Linked DNA regions of Mus musculus: all the other regions are linked to region 1. The links are chromatin contacts, called in public HiChIP or PLAC-seq maps. All regions are on one chromosome and are shown on one strand. The core of a region is the stretch at or near the end of the contact, and the rest is flanking DNA. Distances in the headings are between cores, read along the strand shown. Region 1 overlaps Dip2b (disco interacting protein 2 homolog B). Region 2 overlaps Dip2b (disco interacting protein 2 homolog B). Region 3 overlaps Dip2b (disco interacting protein 2 homolog B).

The links. HiChIP or PLAC-seq counts read pairs in DNA pulled down with a chosen protein or histone mark.
Region 2: an H3K27ac HiChIP or PLAC-seq map of microglia shows a contact between it and region 1, with 3 times the contacts expected there. The contact joins two enhancer-like sites. A contact is called at or near these places in 3 of 484 Hi-C or Micro-C datasets (bone marrow-derived macrophages, ganglionic eminence and morula) and 2 of 115 datasets of contacts at active chromatin or transcription factors (embryonic stem cells and microglia).
Region 3: a contact with region 1 is called in an H3K27ac HiChIP or PLAC-seq map of microglia, with 2.5 times the contacts expected there. The contact joins two enhancer-like sites. A contact is called at or near these places in 2 of 484 Hi-C or Micro-C datasets (macrophages and muscle stem cells), 4 of 115 datasets of contacts at active chromatin or transcription factors (embryonic stem cells, microglia and trophoblast stem cells) and 4 of 9 other capture datasets (adipose tissue, embryonic stem cells, liver and 1 more).

Annotation. Positions count from the first base shown.
Region 1 is chr15:100,082,869-100,085,390 of GRCm38.p6, reverse strand. The region is part of intron 1 of Dip2b (disco interacting protein 2 homolog B); the gene reads right to left. Among named protein-coding and RNA genes, the nearest start is that of Dip2b, 45 kb to the right of the region's middle. Within about 2 kb of position 1,255, at least 40 of the 459 cell types and tissues checked have an H3K27ac peak or open chromatin away from gene starts, as enhancers often do. A contact at or near this core is called in bone marrow-derived macrophages and microglia, where this site is marked.
Region 2 is chr15:100,186,252-100,188,773 of GRCm38.p6, reverse strand. It overlaps Dip2b (disco interacting protein 2 homolog B), which reads right to left. Exons shown (of 38, transcript NM_001159361.2): 23 at 2,432-2,522. Among named protein-coding and RNA genes, the nearest start is that of Atf1, 40 kb to the left of the region's middle. Within about 2 kb of position 1,258, at least 24 of the 459 cell types and tissues checked have an H3K27ac peak or open chromatin away from gene starts, as enhancers often do. A contact at or near this core is called in bone marrow-derived macrophages and microglia, where this site is marked.
Region 3 is chr15:100,149,535-100,152,056 of GRCm38.p6, reverse strand. Dip2b (disco interacting protein 2 homolog B) reads right to left here. Exons shown (of 38, transcript NM_001159361.2): 5 at 694-906. Among named protein-coding and RNA genes, the nearest start is that of Atf1, 77 kb to the left of the region's middle. Within about 2 kb of position 1,261, at least 27 of the 459 cell types and tissues checked have an H3K27ac peak or open chromatin away from gene starts, as enhancers often do. A contact at or near this core is called in microglia, where this site is marked.

The sequences.
Region 1 (2,522 bases), core at 6-2,505:
ACACTCTTGCAATACTGGGAAACGAGGCTAAAGGAGCCAGGATGCTCCTGCATTACTTCCTCCTTTTTAGGCTTTGTTTTTGTTTTTATGTATCTATGTGAGTGCCCACATTTATAAATGTGCACCACATGTATGCCTTTAAATTTTTTGAAACAGAACTTACAAGAATAAAACACAATTATCACAACATTCAGTAGGTCTTAGTCCTGATTATCATTTGACTCTGGAAGTTCAAGATGACGTGGTCTACATAGCGAGTCATGAGTCTACACAGTGAGGCTCAAAGCAGAAGTAGACAAACTGAGTTGTTCACAATGCTCCAAGCTTTCATCAACTTCTTGGACTCCTCCCTCCAGCACACTAGACAGGATGCTAGGTAAAGGAGATTTGAGAGAGGGGGACATGGACTTGCTCTTGAGAAATGCAGTACAAAAACATGACTGAACAGTGAGGGAGTTCTCTCAATCCTGCCGAAACTGTCCAAACGGTAGAAAGGGTGGAAAAGGAACTTAAGGTCACAGGAGACATGCAAGCTTAATAGAAGTGTGACAGCCAAGCTAAGCTCCTATGGATAAGGAGGCCAGTGTGGGCAGAAAGGGTCAAAGGAGCGCAGTGCTGTGCTGGTACTTATGGCCTGCAGGGACACCTGCCACGGTGGGAGGGAAGAGTCAAGCAGGTATAACACATGTTGTTCTAAGAGGACGCATGGGCAGGGTGGGATGGAAAGGACAACACAAGTGATGTAAGGGAGAGGCAGTCAACTTCTATAGAAGTCCAAGAGGAAACATGGGGCATCACTGACCCACACATGGTCCTTAACTGCGCCCCCACCCTCACATGCTCGTTTGTCTTAACACTAAAAATGTAAAAGTCGGGCTGGAGAGATGGCTCTGCAGTTAAGAGCACTGACTGCTCTTCTAGAGGTCCTGAGTTCAATTCCCAGCAAACACATGGTGGCTCACAACCATCTGTAATGGGATCTGGTTCCCTCTTCTGGTGTGTCTGAAGACAGCAACATATACTCACATACATAAAAATAAATCTAAAAAAATTTTTTAAAAAAGTATAAAAATGCAAAAGTCAACTTGGCTCACAAATCCAGGCTCACTGTGGCTAGACCTAATCCAGTAGCTGGGCTTCACTGATCCTTGACCTACGAGTCAAGTGACAGGAAGGAGGAACAACCTGAGATGACACTCAGCTTTCTGGCCCAAGAGCCAGGCTGTGGGTGTTGCACACAAGGATTGTGAAAACGAAGTAAAACGACGACAGGCCTTCCTCCTGCTTGTGAGAGAGTGGATACAAAGCTGAAGCTGGTTCCTGACCGTGTGGGTGGAACAGCTAAATACAGTGTCGGATGTAAACAAAGAGCTCAGAACTGAGACAGGTGTGGGACTCTCAGGGCAGGACAGGTAGCAATAAAACTGTGTAATGACAAGCAAGGACACCAATGAGAAATCTTGCCTTGATAGAGGGGAGGGAGCACCAGGGGAGGGAGACCAAGTGAATTTAATTAAGTCTTAAAAAGAAGAGAAGAGGCCAGGCAGCTGAGACATCCTTGTAATTTCAGCACTTGAGAAAATGAGGCAGGAGGATCAAGTTCAAACAGACTGGACTGTATCCCAAGACCCTTCTCACCATCCAAGCATCATGGAGAATGCCTGTAATCCCTGCACTTGCAAGGCTGTAGTTTTGAGGCTATCCTGGGCTACATAATGTTTTGAGAAGTCAAGAGGGGAGGGGAGAGGAGAGAGGGGGTTGGAGAGGTATATTTTAAGATGTTAAAGGAGAGCAGAAATTGAAGTGTAAACCTTGCCTCCTTATTCCAGAAGGAGCACTCTGAATGGCATGTTGGAGAAGCGCAGAGGAAGCTACTGAAGGACCAACAATTTCCATCGTTCCCATAAACAAATGTTTGCTACGACCCAAAAGACCAGTGGTTCTTCCCACACACAAGGTTAGCTCCTTGGCCTTCTTTAGCTGCCATTTTCTACCTCAGGGCCAGCCTGCTCTCATATAAACCATGCAGGCAGAAGGAAGCACTTGCAAGAAGACTCGATCATTCCTCCTGGGTTTCTAAAGTCTTCTGCCATGAATCCAGGCCGGCCAGGTGCAACACCTCTGACATTTCTGTGAAGCTTCAATGGCCCTACCCAAGAGAGGGAAGAGGCTAATCTGGCCAGCTATATGAGAAAATAAACAGCTGTTCCTACCTCATGTGTGTGAGTTGTGTGCTGGAGTTAGGCTGGAGTTTATACAGCTTACGCCTCCAATTCTGCACAGCTGAGCCAGGGGACACTGCCAATCACACAGTTCAGTTAGAAAGCCAAACTGTAACACCGAATGGCTTCCTTTACCATGACCATGGCCATGACCACCACCACTATGACCAGGAGAAGAAACAATGCAGAAGAACCAGGCACAGGCATAGTGACTTGTGAGCGCAGCCACCACCACAGGCCCCAACAAGTGCAGGAATGAGAGGACTCTGACATGGGTGCACTCACCCAAGGGCTCAACCG
Region 2 (2,522 bases), core at 9-2,508, 100 kb before region 1:
ATCTGCAACCCAGTTCCAGGGAATTCTACACCCTCTTCTGGCTACTTTGGGCACTGCACTATGTGATACATAGGAACAAATGCTGACAAAAATACACACAAAAAGAAATTTAAAGGAAAACTTAAAAGTCTACTGTACCTGTAAGAACATTTTAAAAGCATCTACTCTAACGTGACTTTTCATTGAAACACCCTTGCTCACCAGGAGACGGTGGGCATCTGTGTAATCTAGCAATGGGGAGGCTGAAGGCAGGGTGACCACGCCTGCCAGGGTGACACAGCCAGATCCTATCTCAAAAAACACAACAGCCATACCATTACTTAAAATATGATTTACTCACAGTAAATAAATGGAAGACTTTTAACGTTAAATAGGCTTGATAACTTTTAGCTTTTAACATTTATTTATTTATTTATTTATTTATTTAGGATTTTTCGAGACAGGGTTTCTCTGTATAGCCCTGGCTGTCCTGGAACTCACTTTGTAGATCAGGCTGGCCTCGAACTCAGAAATTCGCCTGCCTCTGCCTCCCGAGTGCTGGGATTAAAGGCGTGCGCCACCACGCCCGGCTTTAACATTTTTTAAAAGATTTATTTATTTATTATATGTAAGTATACTGTGGCTGTCTTCAGACACACCAGGAGAAGGCGTCAGATCTTGTTACCGGTGGTTGTGAGCCACCATATGGTTGCTGGGATTTGAACTCATGACCTTCAGAAGAGCAGTCTGTGCTTTTACCTGTTGAGCCATCTCACCAGCCCAGCTTTTAACATTTTTAACATAAGCAATGAGACTTAAGGTGTAGACACATTTGTCCTTGTGTTTCTTCAGTGCTGGGGATTGAATCCAGGGGCTTGCACACACTAAACCCACACTCTTCCAGCTAGCCACCCCCCACACAACATGCATGCCACGTTTGCCATAGACCTATGCAGATGATGTTCTCGAGACCCTCCTTCTGCAGTTTGCTTCATTTTTATGTTTATGTCTGTGAGGGAACATGAATATAGCATGTGTGGGAACCCAATGGAGACCAGAAGAGGGTATCTGATCTGCTGAGGGTACACCTGATCCGCATGCTCAGATCTGAACTCAGACCCTCTAGAAGAGCAAAATGAGTCTTTATCACTCAGCCACCTCTCCAGTTCCCATTTACGTTTCCTGAGTAATGAGGAAGACTGATTCAGACTCTTTAGAACAGGAGCCCCAACAACCAAGAGCCAATGAATGAGCACACAGAGCAGAATGCCAGCCTCCATAAACCTTCTGTTCCCACTAGCAGAACCCGCTGTTGCTACAATACGGTAGCTGATGCCAAGTGGTGTGGCTGGACTTTGGGATGGCAGTACCCGCAGTACTCAACCAGTACACTGTACTGGCATCTTCACACCAAGCTGCAGAGGGAGTTGTGGGCTCACCTCGGCTGCATCCCCGCACCCCTGTGCCTGCTGGTCACCTTTCAGCAAGGTCACCACACAAAGTGCATTCAAAAACCACTCTTTCTGCTTCATCTTCTTCTCTCAATGCATTTGAAGGCCTGGGGTACCTGGAGAGGCTGGATCTGAGCTCCAGTGTTTCCAGGCACACAGCAAGCTAACCAGACTGCTCACTCCCTTCTCTATTAATGGAAAGATGTCAGCACAAGCTAGTGAGATCAGTTCTAAGTCCCTTCCTCTTTCATTGAGTCCCTTCCTTCCAGCTAGCCACACCCCACACAACATGTATGCCACGTTTGCCATAGAAGTCCCTTCCTCTTTCATTGAGACAGGTTCTCACTGTGTAGCCCCGGCTGGCCTGGAACTTACTATGTAGACCAAGCTGGTCTTGAACTCACAGAGATTTACCTGTCTCTGCCTTCCAAACTGGACTGACATACATTTGATCAGAACTGGTTACTGGGAACCGTGCCTTAGCTTTCTCCCAGCCCTGGAATGTGAGTCTGTTTAGACATCAGGCAAGAAGGGGATTTGTGTATTTTTAATTTTCCAAGTGGCAGTCTGTATTCTTTTGCTTTATATCTTGAAAATAGCAAACACAAAGCATGCTGTTTATCTTCTATTTATAATCTAGAAAATGTCTGTTCTCTTGTAGGCCCACATCAAACTTCAACAGCTCCAAGGAATGAAAGCTAATTCTAGGCATGGGATTCCCACAGCAAATCAATACCTTACAATGGCACCAAGAGCTGCAGGCTCAGCTCTGTACTAATGAGCCACGTGACTTTGTCTTTGTCCCAGGGGAGCTATGATCATGGTGCAGACTACTCAGAAGTAGTGTGTCCCCTACCCCACAGCAGGCTTGCTGGCTGCTGGTCAGCTTCTATGATTCTTGTGTTATCAGTCTTGCAGAGTCCACGCCCACACACTACACAGTGAAAGGCGGGCCTCTGGAAGCCGCACTGTGACGGCACAGCTAGAAGCCACATTATTACCTGGTTGCTTTTGTCGGGGCTTTGGCAAGTTCGTCACACACGTATGTGGGCACATGAGGATATTACACGGGTGTAGAGAACCCTCCAGAAA
Region 3 (2,522 bases), core at 12-2,511, 67 kb before region 1:
TGACTGGTTGTCAAGGAAACAGGTAAGACAACAGACACAGCACAAGGGTGGGACAGGGCACTTCTTGAGGAAGGGAAGCAGAGACCTTGGGAAACAACACCAAAATTCACAAGTGCATAAAGCAGAGGCAAGCCACAGCACTCCACACAGTAGCAGCAGCAGCAGCAGCAGCAGCAGCAGCTCAGCATGCCAACTGATCTGCACACTGCTCATGCAGCAATGCCACAGCAGCAAGCGACATAAATCCAGTCTTTAGGCTAAGGACAAAAGGTCTTGCTGACAATGGCTTGGTGTGGAATCTGCACCAGTTAGCTATGCATGCTGTATGAAATGCAGACAGTATCCCTGGGAAATCTGAGCTGCTAAATGCTTAGAAGCTCTGACATAGGGACTTTTTTTTTTTTTTTTTTTTGGATAAACCCATACTCAGACTGGTGTTCTATTTCGCAGCTTCAGTATTGCTTATAGAAATAGATATGGCTTCAGGTGAGGGATGTTCTGTACAATCCTGGCGATGACACCCATCACCCTGCAATGAACACACTGTGGCCTTTCCCTCTCTACCTCATTAACTGTTCTCTGTGATCAAACTTTCTAAGCCTTCGAAAACTTAACACAATCAAAAACTGTTTCCTGGATACTGGTTGCCAAGTGGAACATTGGGTGGGTTTCTTGGGTAGATCCAACTCCTACCTATTCGAGTATTGGCAAACACATCAGCTAGAGACCCACTGGTTCCTTTGACCTCTCCATGGGACAGCGTGGAAGATGCAGATGAAGAAGTGGACGATCCCTGAATTGAGCGGTTGATCCAGGACTCAGCATTCTGCAAGCTTTGTTGCAAGGCAGCAGAGAGCGCAGCTTGGCGTCTCAGAGAGCCCTCATCCTCAGAGGCCGAAGACGTGTCTGTGTGGAATTAGAAAAAAAGAAGGGTCGATCCTGCCTCGAGCACAGACTTCAGTTCTTGCTCATTGCCTGCACACCTGGTGCTGACATCAGGGAGCACTAGCATTCTGAAGTTAGATTAGTGGTGACATCTCCCAAGTATTTTCCTGTTCTGAGATTACTTAATGTCTAAATTCTAGTTTGTCTACTTAACAGAGACTTGTGACGGGTGGCCAAGTGGGGTTTTGTGGGTATCTGTCTCTGCTTAAAAGGAAAGGATGGCGGCAGAAGACAGGCACCATTTATTTCTGTGGAAAGCTTCAGTGAGAGCTGCTGATAGGGAACTCAAGTGGGATGTGAAACTGTCTTAGCCCCGAGGCACTGCCTGCTCTACTAGAAAAGCAGCTGGTCAAAGCTGGAAGGGGTGATTTCCACACACGGCAGTCAGTTAGACAAGACTGACAATTCCCTGGTGCCTTTCAGCCTGACTGACTTCAGGAACCAGGCCTAAATGAGAACATCTTGCCTAGAAAAAGTCCAACCATATACAGGGAGGCCAAAGCTGGGGAGAAGCCAGAGTCATCATAGGCTGGGACTCTCTAAGGTGTAAGCTAACCACTATATCCCCAGTCCCAAGGCCTCACATGTCCACATACCCAGATTTTGTTTGTCTGTTCGTTTTTTAATTTAAAAAAAGTCATGCTCAGATTTGCAGAAACTTTTGCCTAATTCAGGTGAATGAGTGGGTCCAGGTCATGCAGTGCGTCAGAGCGCTGGAGAAGTAAATAAGAGAGCAGGAGAATCGCTACCATGCCACAGTGGGATTGAAACCACACCAAAACAAACAATGAAACCCCATTATGGTAATCCAGAATCTGTAAATCTACACTACAAAGCCAGAGCTCCAACGCTCGCAACCTTTGCTTCTTGTTCAGGACACCAGCAGCGCATTACCTCACAGCAAAGGAGACCCAAGTGCAAGCCTTGTGATGATTCCCAATGCACTATGTGCCGGAAACTAAGTCAGGTCCTAGGGACTCTTAGACGTATGACTGTCTATGAGATAGTATGTGCCATTAAAAAGCCACACAGTGTGGCACTGACAACATACAACCCCACACTAGAATACAACATTGCTTTTAGAAATTGACCAAGTGGAGAACTCTATGGGAAGAGGACTGATCTTGGCCCAGGGTCTAAGTATGTCAGTATAACCAGAGCACATTATAAGGAGCTGTGAGATGGGGGAGGGGGAGGGAGGGAAGAAAACACAGATAGACAGGCAAACACAGAGACAGATGGAGACCCCAGAGATTTCACTGGTAAAGCAAGGCTCCCTAAAGGAGAAGACATATAACATAACAGGGAATGGTCAAAGCTAAACACAAGAGAGCAGTATTTAAAGATAGTATTATAATTTCTAGAAAACACCCTTTTCAGCTCTATCCTGAAAGAAGTGGGGGCAGGGAAGAGAGAGATTTGTGACTCACCACAAGAACAAAGTGTTTTGGGTGACATCTCAGATCCCACAAAGGCCTCTGGATTTACAAGCTGCCCTTACTGTTTATTTTAATTTGTGTAAGTCTAAAACCAAAATAAATCAATTTTTATAGATAGTAAAACCAGTATTTTCATTA